Linked DNA regions of Cricetulus griseus: regions 2 and 3 are each linked to region 1. A link is a contact called in public Hi-C and Micro-C data. All regions are on one chromosome and are shown on one strand. The core of a region is the stretch at or near the end of the contact, and the rest is flanking DNA. Distances in the headings are between cores, read along the strand shown.

Evidence for each region. A called contact is a pair of places that touch in the nucleus more often than the background predicts.
Region 2: a Hi-C map of the CHK-Q cell line shows a contact between it and region 1, with 4 times the contacts expected there. The contact joins two enhancer-like sites. A contact is called at or near these places in 2 of 8 Hi-C or Micro-C datasets (the CHK-Q cell line and fibroblasts).
Region 3: a Micro-C map of the CHO-K1 cell line shows a contact between it and region 1, with 3 times the contacts expected there. The contact joins two enhancer-like sites. A contact is called at or near these places in 2 of 8 Hi-C or Micro-C datasets (the CHO-K1 cell line and fibroblasts).

What each region holds. Positions count from the first base shown.
Region 1 is chr2:164,558,199-164,561,616 of CriGri-PICRH-1.0, forward strand. Smad7 (mothers against decapentaplegic homolog 7) reads right to left here. Exons shown (of 4, transcript XM_027397918.2): 3 at 1,384-1,458. Among named protein-coding and RNA genes, the nearest start is that of Smad7, 8.2 kb to the right of the region's middle. Within about 2 kb of position 1,818, at least 3 of the 6 cell types and tissues checked have open chromatin away from gene starts, as enhancers often do. A contact at or near this core is called in the CHO-K1 cell line and fibroblasts, where this site is marked.
Region 2 is chr2:164,434,956-164,438,373 of CriGri-PICRH-1.0, forward strand. All of the region lies in intron 9 of Ctif (CBP80/20-dependent translation initiation factor), which reads left to right. Among named protein-coding and RNA genes, the nearest start is that of Smad7, 130 kb to the right of the region's middle. Within about 2 kb of position 1,901, at least 4 of the 6 cell types and tissues checked have open chromatin away from gene starts, as enhancers often do. A contact at or near this core is called in fibroblasts, where this site is marked.
Region 3 is chr2:164,473,044-164,476,461 of CriGri-PICRH-1.0, forward strand. The region is part of intron 10 of Ctif (CBP80/20-dependent translation initiation factor); the gene reads left to right. Among named protein-coding and RNA genes, the nearest start is that of Smad7, 93 kb to the right of the region's middle. Within about 2 kb of position 1,543, at least 3 of the 6 cell types and tissues checked have open chromatin away from gene starts, as enhancers often do. A contact at or near this core is called in the CHO-K1 cell line and fibroblasts, where this site is marked.

The DNA.
Region 1 (3,418 bases), core at 568-3,067:
CCTGCACACCCAGGACTTAAGCTAACAACATCCTGAATGTGTGATTATTTTGCTCAGATTCTCTCCTGGTCCTTCCTTTCAAGGGCTCTCACTTCATTTCAGCATTAGAAAGCAGAAGACGCACAGACTGTGAAGGCCATACTGGCTCCCTCTTAGCCGATGGGGCCCACCTCCCTCCTCCCCCTGGGGTCCTTCTTTTCCTGTTCAGTTCTCATTAGAAGCTTTGAGTAAACAATACCCTCAGTCTCAGATAACAGTCAGAGTACACACTGCACTGAAATCAAAACAAACAAGGGTCCCCCTACAGCCATTTCCCAGCAGGCTCAATTCCTGGAGGGGAAAGTCTGGGATGTGGGTCCAGAATGGACTGTACCTCAAACCACACATGGGGGCAACTCTTTAACTGTCAGTCATAAGCATGCATCCCACAACAGAGGGTGCACAAGTCCCACAGCTTCCACTAAGGGGTGCTACACCAAGACCTCCGCCAGCGCCAGCTATACCGAGTGCCCAGAACTGTCCTGGAATTTCCCCTAACCCAGGTTACTTTCCCTCTTGCTTTAGCTAATTCTTAGAAAATAAATGATGACGTGGTAGGGTAAGAGGAAATGAAGAAAAACGTCCTTAGAAAAGAAAGAGCAGTCTCCCAGAGTGTCTCTTGTCCTAAGAGACAGACAATAATGTACACAGGCTCTCTCCCCAGTGTACCACCTCCAATCCTAGGACTCTTAGCTCCAGGTCTTTGGTCTGTGAGCCTCGAAGAAAGCCTGTCCTACTGACTATGGCAAGCCCCTGCCCTGCTGCCACAGAACCTCAGTCCACTGAGATCTGGCTTGCACCTGGGCTTTGCCCCGTAAACATGGGTCTGTCTCCTTCAAGGAATGCGTGCAAGAGCCAAATAAGGGGTTAAGCACATGAGATCTTGCCAAAGTTTACAAATGGAAGTAACCTAGGTCGGGAGCTGCTTAAAAGATCATGAGGGGTGGCAAGATGGCTCCCAGGATAAAGCACCCACCACGCCTGATGACCTGCACTCAAATCCTTGGAGCCCACAGGGCGGAAGGAGAGAAACAACTCCTATAAATTAGCCCTCCAAACACTTGTGAGTAATGAACATACACATAAAATTTAGCAAAAATAAAAAAATGACCACGAAGCTTGTCTCCCACACCATCAGCTTCCAACTGACTCCAGGTTCCCCATTCCTGGGAAAGGCAAGGTTCTGCCCACAAGATGACAAGATGAAGGGCACTACCAGCACCCCAGATCATCTAGTTTAAGGCATATGACAATGAGAACAATTCCAGACCAGCTGGGGTGGCAGAAGGCCATCCCTATTCCTTTAGCCTCCAGCAATTTCTAGGAAAGGAGAAAGTGTCTTACCTGAAAGCCCCCCAGGGGCCAGATAATTCGTTCCCCCGGTTTCCACGGAGGAAGGCACAGCATCTGGACAGGCTGCTGCAGAGTCAAAGAGAGAGAGAAGTAAATATGCAAATAAAAACACCAGAGTCAAGGGCTGTAGAGATGGCTCAGCTGTTAAGAGCAATAACTGCTCTTTCAGAGGACCAAGGTTCAATTCCCAGCACCACATGGTAGCCCACAACTGTCTATAACCCGAAGATCTGACACCGTCACACAGACATACATGCAAGCAAAACACCAATGCACATAAATATAAATTATTATTAAAAAAAAAAGTGTTCATTCTTACAAAACCCTGAACAGCATGAAAGAAAGACCACACATTCCAAAGGGCTGAGTCACAGCCACGGATGCAGATTATTAATGGTCTACTCAGCTTCACGGTCCAGCCTAAGACAGACCACAGCACCTTGTCACCCGTCTGGGCTCCAGGAGGCCAGTTAATCATTAGTCAAGTCAGGCTCAATCACAGACTGGCTGGAATTTCTCTTCTATTACAAGTCTCCCATTGAGATCAGGTAATTCCCAAGGTCAAGGAAGGTTCGAAGTGTACTTTCTTAACCCTATTCTCTCTTCTCCCATCAGGCACAAAGCCTCCTTCCTCCCACTCCCATAGGCAAGGGTCTCACCGTGGCCTTCAAAAAAAAAACATTTTCCCTTTTAATTGAGATATAAAAACTACAGGAATTTAGTAGACTCACTTATTTTGATCAGTTTTATCATGGACACAGCTGGAGAGAAATGTTCTACCTGATTCCACACTTGTCCAAACCCACCTCTGGAAACCTGCCCAGCCAGCCCCATTCTCACAAGGCTGCCTGCCTCAGTTCCTACAAAATCTTCCTGGCACCATTCCCTTCCATTGTCTTTACTAGACCTTAAACTACAGATTATGTATCCTCTGCCTCTCCCCTCACTCCCAGGAGTTCAGCACGGTGACCTCAGTGGAATGACAGTCCCAGTTGAGAGACAGACAGACCCTCCAAGCAATTGCAACAAAAAACAATGCCCAGATATCACAACTAATTAGTTCCTAGGAACACAAGTGCACACAAATGCACAGGCCCCTGGAAACCTCTTCTGCACCATTACCAACGTCAAATTTCTTCCCAAGTCCCCATAGAAAGTTTGGCTCTAGGAAAGCAAACACACCACTGGTTTGTACAGACTCCAGTTCTCCAACCCCAGGCTACCAGGCACAAACAGATGCTCCTTTGGCCACACTGGCAGACAGTTCCTCCAAGCTAAAGAGAAACCTAGAGGCAAGTAGCCCGGACAGCCCCTCAGTGGTAAAATAGTTTGCCTCTTGCTCCTGACAAAAGGAAGGTGACTGCCAAGCCTGTCCAACACAGTCCCCAGAAGTTTCTGCTGAGGATCCCTCCCTCTGAGGCGTTCTCTTCTCAAGACTGGAAGATCAACTATTGAAAACCCTCCAGTGGGAAGGAAATGGAGGTGGGGCACTTTGGGTATATAGTACTTGCCCAGTGTGCATTTAAAAAATGAAGAAAAACCTCTTCTAAACGGGAGGGAGCATGGAGGCATGGTTGGCAGGGGGAAAGAGAAGGCTATATACAACCTCCTTTCTTCAGGGTAGAGGATAATTCCTACCAGGATTATACAGTTTTACAGGATACGCTTAATCAAATGGAAAACAATGGGGGAGGCAGGAAAAGGAGTTCCTTGTTATATGGCGCAAGCCTGTACTTTCTAAATTATGATTCTTGCCCCACTATTTTCTAGAGATTGGCTCCTCATTCCCCTCCTCCACTCCCCCAAATGGAAGACACCCCATGGCCACTCCCCCAGCTCTGGCTGGCTGAATGCCAGGGGCAAGGTGTATTTCAAAGGCAAAGCCTGGCCTCTCCAGGGCAGGACCTAGAGACCTCAGTCAGGGTGTCAGTTTGGCTCACATCAAAGGTGAGCCAGCTCCAAGATGCAACCACAAGTGATTTTTATGAAATGTGCTCTGGCCTCTGCAGCGCCTTTGATCTTAGGA
Region 2 (3,418 bases), core at 651-3,150, 120 kb before region 1:
GTGGACATCTGTGAGTTCGAGACCAGCCTGGTTTACGAGAGCTAGTTCCAGGACAGCCTCCAAAGCCACAGAGAAACTCTGTCTCGAAAAACCAAAAAAAAAGAGAATACTCTACGACTGTATGGAGTTGCTGCAGGAATTAAATCATACAATGCGTGTAAAGGGTCTGGCACAACACTGGCCCTCTGTAAGCCCTGCTAATACGAGCAGTGACTCAATTGGAAGCCGGCTGGGACAATTGTAAGAAGAATTTGAATTTTGGTTTGTCATCAGTACCCAAGTATAAATCAGGAACAAACCACATTCATGGACTGGAGACTCAAGATGTTAGTACTTTTTAGCTCATCTCTATATAACCCAGGCTGGTTTCCTGCTCACAGTTACCCTGCCTCAGCCTCCCAAACTGCAGGATTACAAATGTGTAGCATTAAATTGATCTCTAGATTCAACAGTCCCAATCAAAATACCAACAGAGTTCCTGTCAAAAATTGGCAAACATTCTAAAATGTGTATGAAAACTCAAAGGACTTGAAACAATATCCAAAAGTCTCGAAAAAAGAAAGTTTGGAACTATAGCTAAGAAAAGATTTTGGGGTCAGAAAGCTTAAGGATCTGTGGGGAAGCTTGAGCATTAGAGTGAGCACCATTCAGTGTCCCAGGAGTGTAGGTCAAGAACAAAGAACCTGACCCCAAGATTTAAGTGACAGCTTTGCCCCCTGCCAGTTCATGATCCTTACCTCTCTGTACCCCAGATGCCTCCAGTGTACAACTGGGGTAATGGTAGTACCACTGCTGCAAGGCTGTACTGTTACGATAAAGATTGAGGGGACCTTGTGTGGGGGACCTTGATGGATTCCATAGTGAGCAAGGGTGGAGGGGGGAGGGAGGAAAGAGAAAAGGGGTAAAGAGACACAAAGAGGACAGAAGAGAAGAGGGAAACAGAAAAAGTCCTGTCTGCCCCAGAGGAACCAAGGGGAAGACAGCGGGTGGGGAAAGAGAGCTGGAAAAGAAAGTGGAAAAGAACACAAGTGAGCAGCAATCTTTCTTTTAAAGGGATCCTTCGCACCTGCGTGCAGACTATGCAATCATGGAACCCTGGGCACCAGAGTACTGCCTGAATGCATTCTGCCAGGTGACAGGGGCAGGCCAGCATAATGCCTGAGTCCTTACACTAAGGTCTTAGCAAGGTAATCTTCTGGTGGAGTACACTCTTCCAACAGAGCCCCAAGCCTGGTGGTGTTGCTTGGGCCTGCCAGACCTCTCCTTACCTAGTGGGACGAATGAGGTTTCCATAGGCATGATGATATTTGAGACAGGCCACATGAGTAGAACACTCGATAATGCTTGAAGGACTCAGAGGCCAGGGAGCTCAGGGATGTGCACACAAAAGAGGGGGACTGGGTAAAATTTGCACACAAGGATAGCCTTGGTGCTCAAGGCTAGAGAGAGGATGGGAAAGGAATGAGGATGGAGCTCCTACCCTTGGACCCCTTGTCCCATGGAAAAGGAAGTCTAGAATTGTGAACACAGTCTGTAAGGCATCCTGGGTCCAACCTCCTTCTCTGAGACCCAGACTTGCTTGCCCAGGGTCACTTGGCCGAAGGTTAAACACAGAGGTAGTCTCCAACAGACCTGGATCGAGGAAAGATCTGCTGATAGCGGGGATCTGGACGGTGCTGCCTGGGGCCTAAGGAGACTTGCTGGAAAGACACATTCCAGGGGTCGTTTGCAAGTAGGGGACACCACCAGCATTAGTCACCAAAGGGCAGCCTGCCAAGTCCTACAGGACGCCAAGCAGAACCCTTTGGCTCAGGCCCAGCTCAGCAGTTCCCTCCCCACCCCCTGGACACACGTAGCTCACCAGGCCTGGGGATATTTCCAGAAAGTCTAAGAAAGTCCTGGGACTGGGGAGGCTGTGAGAGTGCCTGCCCAGGGCCTAGGGCCAGGTCCCTCACAGAGAAGCAGACGTGCTGAGGGGAGGGGAGGGGCGGAGGACGTGACCGGCAGCTTTCTTTCTCAGAGGCCAGGGATTTCAGAGGAATGCAGCCAACTCCGCCTCTCAAGTTCCCACTTCAGACCCCGCCCGGCTGGAGCCAAAGGCGCCTGCAGAGGCCACCTTAGAAATCAGAGGGATGTGTCACAGGCACTGTTGTGGAGGGGAACACGTCCTGTCCATAGTTCTGTGAGCAGACTCACCCCCTGGTTCCTGAATACACCTTCTGGTTCTGCAGAGCCTGGGGTCCCCTTTGCCTCACCTTTCTTCTCTCAGTCCCCATACCTATCCACCTTCAGCCATCTCCTGCCATCTCCACCAGAAACATCTTAGCTCCTAGAAGGGTGTTTCTAGGAGTACCACATCTCTGTATTCAAGGTCGTGAATACACCTGGGGGAGAAGAGAGTTGCTGCACCACCACTTTCAAATGGGTGACACTAGTTGGAAAGGAACAACTGTCCCAGATAACTCCCCAGGCCTCCTGCATGGCCGGCTTGTCATGTGAGAGTCACTTGCTGGACAGTTAAGGAATAAGACTGAAGAGGGGAGGAGATCTGCCTAGATGTCCTGCCACAGACATGTTTGTGGGTTTTCTCCTTTCTTCACTGCCCCCTTCTATAAATGAAAGGCAAGCTCTGGACTCACTGGCAGGCTGTGAGGCTGAACCAGAAAAAAGAGGAGGGGGCTGTTTTCAGGGGTTTGGCTGCCTTCCACCTTTAACCCACCCCCACCCTGTCCCAGCTGGTTGGATGCTACCCCTCTGCCCACCCAGCCCTGCTCTCCCTGGGGTTCCTCCTCTTAGTGACAGCAAATAGTTTGCAGACTCAGGAATGTGCTTGTGGCTTGCCCAGAGAGAGCCCGAGGCCCAGAGTTTTAATATGCCGTCTCCCCCCAAGAGCCAGCCCTGCTTAGCCTGCTTGTGCCCCTCCATTTTCTGATTCCTGGGATTCCACACTCTGCAGCCCCTTCCTGTTCACCCACGCTGTTAATGTCTGTCTGTGCCCTTGATGGGTGCTCAGCTCTGTCTGTTTCTGGCCTCCTTTGAAGGGCCCATTCCTATCTCTCTAGCTACATTTCAGGTGACTTTGCTCGCTTCATGAATATTTATGAAGGGCCTACTGTGTGCCCCTCCTGGACTACGGAGGGAATCAGCAGTGAGCACAACAGAGCAAGCATATCCTGATGGAAGCAAGGGATCAGTAAATAAGCAAATTATTTATTTCTTATTCTACAGTGTACAGGCAATCTAACTATCCGCAACTCAGGGAAACAGTGCAAAAGCCCCAAGGCCGAATATGCCTGCTTCGTGAATCAAGGCCAACAGCTAGAGGTCATCAGGGTCAAAGATCTGCAGGCTGCCACGAGGATTTGTGTCAGTGCTGGAGGAATGGAATGTGTAGGGACTGTGATCAAGATCTGGCTCA
Region 3 (3,418 bases), core at 293-2,792, 85 kb before region 1:
AGGGAAGCCTCACAAACCACCCCTGTATTCCTACCATCAAGAGGAGTGAGAGGGAGAACCTCAGGTTCAGATCCCCTTGGAGGTCAGGGATAAAGGAGGGTAAAACAAGAAGGTGGGAGGTTGGGAGAAAATGCCATAGTGGCAAACACAGAAAACCTAAGAACCCTTGTAGCTCTCACAGAATCTCAGCTATGGAGCCACGTTCAGTTTCAACATATGGGAAGCCACGTCTGCAATTTTCAATTTTCTAGTAGCCACATTTAAAGCCCCCCAAAGCAGGGGCAGGTAAAATTTTATGTTATCAATGGTATCCAAATAATTATAATTTCAACATAATGTAATCAATAGTAAAAAGTTACCAGTCAGGAGGTGGTGGTGGTGGTGGTACAAGCATGCCTTTAATCCCAGCATTTGGGAGGCAGACGTAGGTGGATCTCAGTGAGTTAGAGGCCAGCCTGGTCTACAAAGTGAGTTCCAGGACAGCTAGGACTATTACACCGAGAAAACCTGTCTGGAAAAACAAAACAACAACAAAAAGTTACCAATGGATTTTTGTTGTTGTCATTGTTGCTTTTTCTTTTCTGAGGCAGAGCCTTGCTCTGTAGCCCAGACTAGCTTCAAACTCTCTATGCTCATACCTCAGCCTGAGTGCTGGGATCACTTCAGCCATCAATAGTTTTGATGTTCTTTGTGTGTGTGTGTGCGCGTGTGTGTGAACTAAGTATTTGAAGTCTACTGTGCAGGCACCCCTCAGTTTGGGCCAAACACTTTGTAGGTGCTCAAACCACATGGTGGCTATGGTACTGGCTGGTGCAGGAATGGGACTAGCTAGCTCCCAGAATCAGCAGGCTCTTAGTCCAGTTTTGGATGCTAAACATCACAGAAGTACTATTTACAGCTTTCCTCTCTCTGGGCACCTAGCAGAAAAAGGGAGTGGTAAGAGCTGAATGCCCCCTGACCCCCAAGGCTCACAGCCAGGTCCTGGCAGTGGGGGGGCGGGGGTTGCAAAAAGCAATCCTCCAATCCCTGATGGACAACGTGGGAAGAAAGTATAGAAAGGCAGAAGGGCCCTGTCCTGGGTGACTCTTCATGAGAAGGCTCAGAGCAGAACCCACGGTGGGGTCAGTGCCAGCAGCTGCCAGGGGCTCCCTACTGCACCCCCTGTGGAGAAAGCACAATTGGCCCATTCTTTCATAGCCCTCTTGACTACTCAGGGTGACCATTTCTGTAATTCAGACCTTCTCCCTTAAAACAGAAGTATTTGCTGAATCTGGTTTCCAAGGGTTGAAAGCTAGACTTAGGAAGTGCAAACACTCTGTGGAAATGCAAACACACAAGCAGTAACTAATTATCCTGGAATCAAGGCTGAAGCCCTGCTGAAAACAACTGGCCCAGAGATCAGAACTGTAGGTACAATTACCCCTTTTGGCTGACTGTGCTTTGCCCAGAGGGAGATATGACCAGTCCTCGGGGCTGGGGACAGGAAGGGAAGGAACTGGTCTGCTGCTTGGAGTCTGGGCTGGCCTGCATTCCTCTTGGTTTGGAAATAGTAGTCAGAGGAGAGTTTGAGGTGTGGGGAAGGGCAGGGAGGATGCGGTTTGGGCAAGGGGAGTCTAGAGGCTTCCCTGGGCTTGGCCCAGTGCCATGGGAAGTCTCAGAAACTCTGCCGGCCACACTGAAGTGCCTGGCCTGGCTGAAGCGGAGGGCGTGGCCAAGGATTAGCTGACTGGAAAGCAATTAGATGAGGTGCGGCTGGGGAAATACCTGGAATCCCAGGGCTGGAGTCAAGACTTGCTTGGCTAGCCCTATAAGCCGAAGGCATGGAGTGGTGGGGGAGGGGGGAGATGGACGGACGACAGGGGTGTCTGGGGAATAACGGTGGCCCCTTGCTGATGGGAAGAAGTGGATTATAATGTAGGGGACCAGGGGAGTCTTCAGTGCTCTGAAAGGGAGACCTTTTCCCATGAAGATCACTGCTAAATGTCTTGTCCACCTGTTCATACTCCTGCTCAGCCCATGGTCTTAGGGGTTAGAGGGTATGTGACCCTTCCAGGGACGTTCACACTGGGGAAGGAGAGGTGAGAAAAGTGGATACTGCTGAAGGAAAAGGGTAGCCAGCTGTTTGAAAGGGGTAGGGAAGGTCTGCTACTCAGAAAACCCCATATAAATTAAAGCTTGCCTAGCTACCTGAATCATGTCCTCCGGGCAGGGCAGGGGACTTCCACCCAAGGCCCCTCCTCTAGAAGTGAAATTTCACGTTTGCATACGCATATCATTAGGTCTCGATTGCTTAATAAAAGCCTTCAAAATCACCTTCAGGACCGCCACATGCAGAAGGCTAAGGGTTGCTCAGCCCAGAGCAGGGGGCTCCCTTGGCTTCAAAAGGCTTCTAGTGGTTCGTTGTTCCTCCCCTCCCTTCTCCTTTCTACAGATCAACCTACCAATACAACATATAGAACAGCAGAACCATATATTAAATATATTCTAGGCTTTGTGGACCAACCGGCAAAAGTCAAGTCCAACCGTATCCCTGTGCCTTGAAGTACAACAAGCAACTGTCCTTTGTGGCTCAGGAGCAGCTGGAACTGTGGCTGTGCCTCATATGACACTGGAATCTGCATTGTGTGTAATTTGTATGTATCGCAGCGTCGTCTTTTGAAGGAGGGGGACTTTAAATTCCTCCCCTACTACTTAAAAATATTAAAACTGTTCTTAGTTCATGAACTGTGAGAAACAAGCCTTGGCCAGATCCGCTTTGTGGCTGTAGTTTACCTACCCTGATCTAGATCTGTGGTTCTCAACTGGGAAATCCCCATTCAGGAGTTTTTAACTAACTACACATTAAAGTGAGAATTACTGTCATCGGGAGAATTTACACGTCCCCAGGCGTGCAGATGCTATAGCAAGAAGGACCTCATCCTGGTATAATTCTCAACCCCTGTTTTGTAGATGACAAAACTAAAGCCCAGGTGACAGGGCTGTCATGTGAACCCAGGCAGTGACTCCTCCTTCCCAGGGATTCAGAACTAGATGGGTTGGTTTTTTTCTATCTGTTTCTAGTTACTCTCAGAGATCTGCCCCGCCAGCTAACACTGCCCAAAGCTCTATCTGAGACACAGGAAGTGTGTATGTGTTCCCTGGAGTCCCAGTACTGCAGGGCTCCGGTGAGTCATTTCCCACAAGCAGAGTTGGGTACACTGAACTGTCTACATGAGAAACTCTGGCCAGCTGTGGGGATCTGCAGGGCAGAACCCAGGGAGAGCTGAAAGTGCCCTCTAAGAGGAAGGCAATAGAATGAAAAATTCGACATCAGATCATTAGACTAACGGGATTTGAAGATCCCACCCTGTTGGTGTTCTCTGGGACCTGTGGCAAGTTCCATTTCATCAGTAAAGTGGGGGAACCCTTGGAGCTGCCT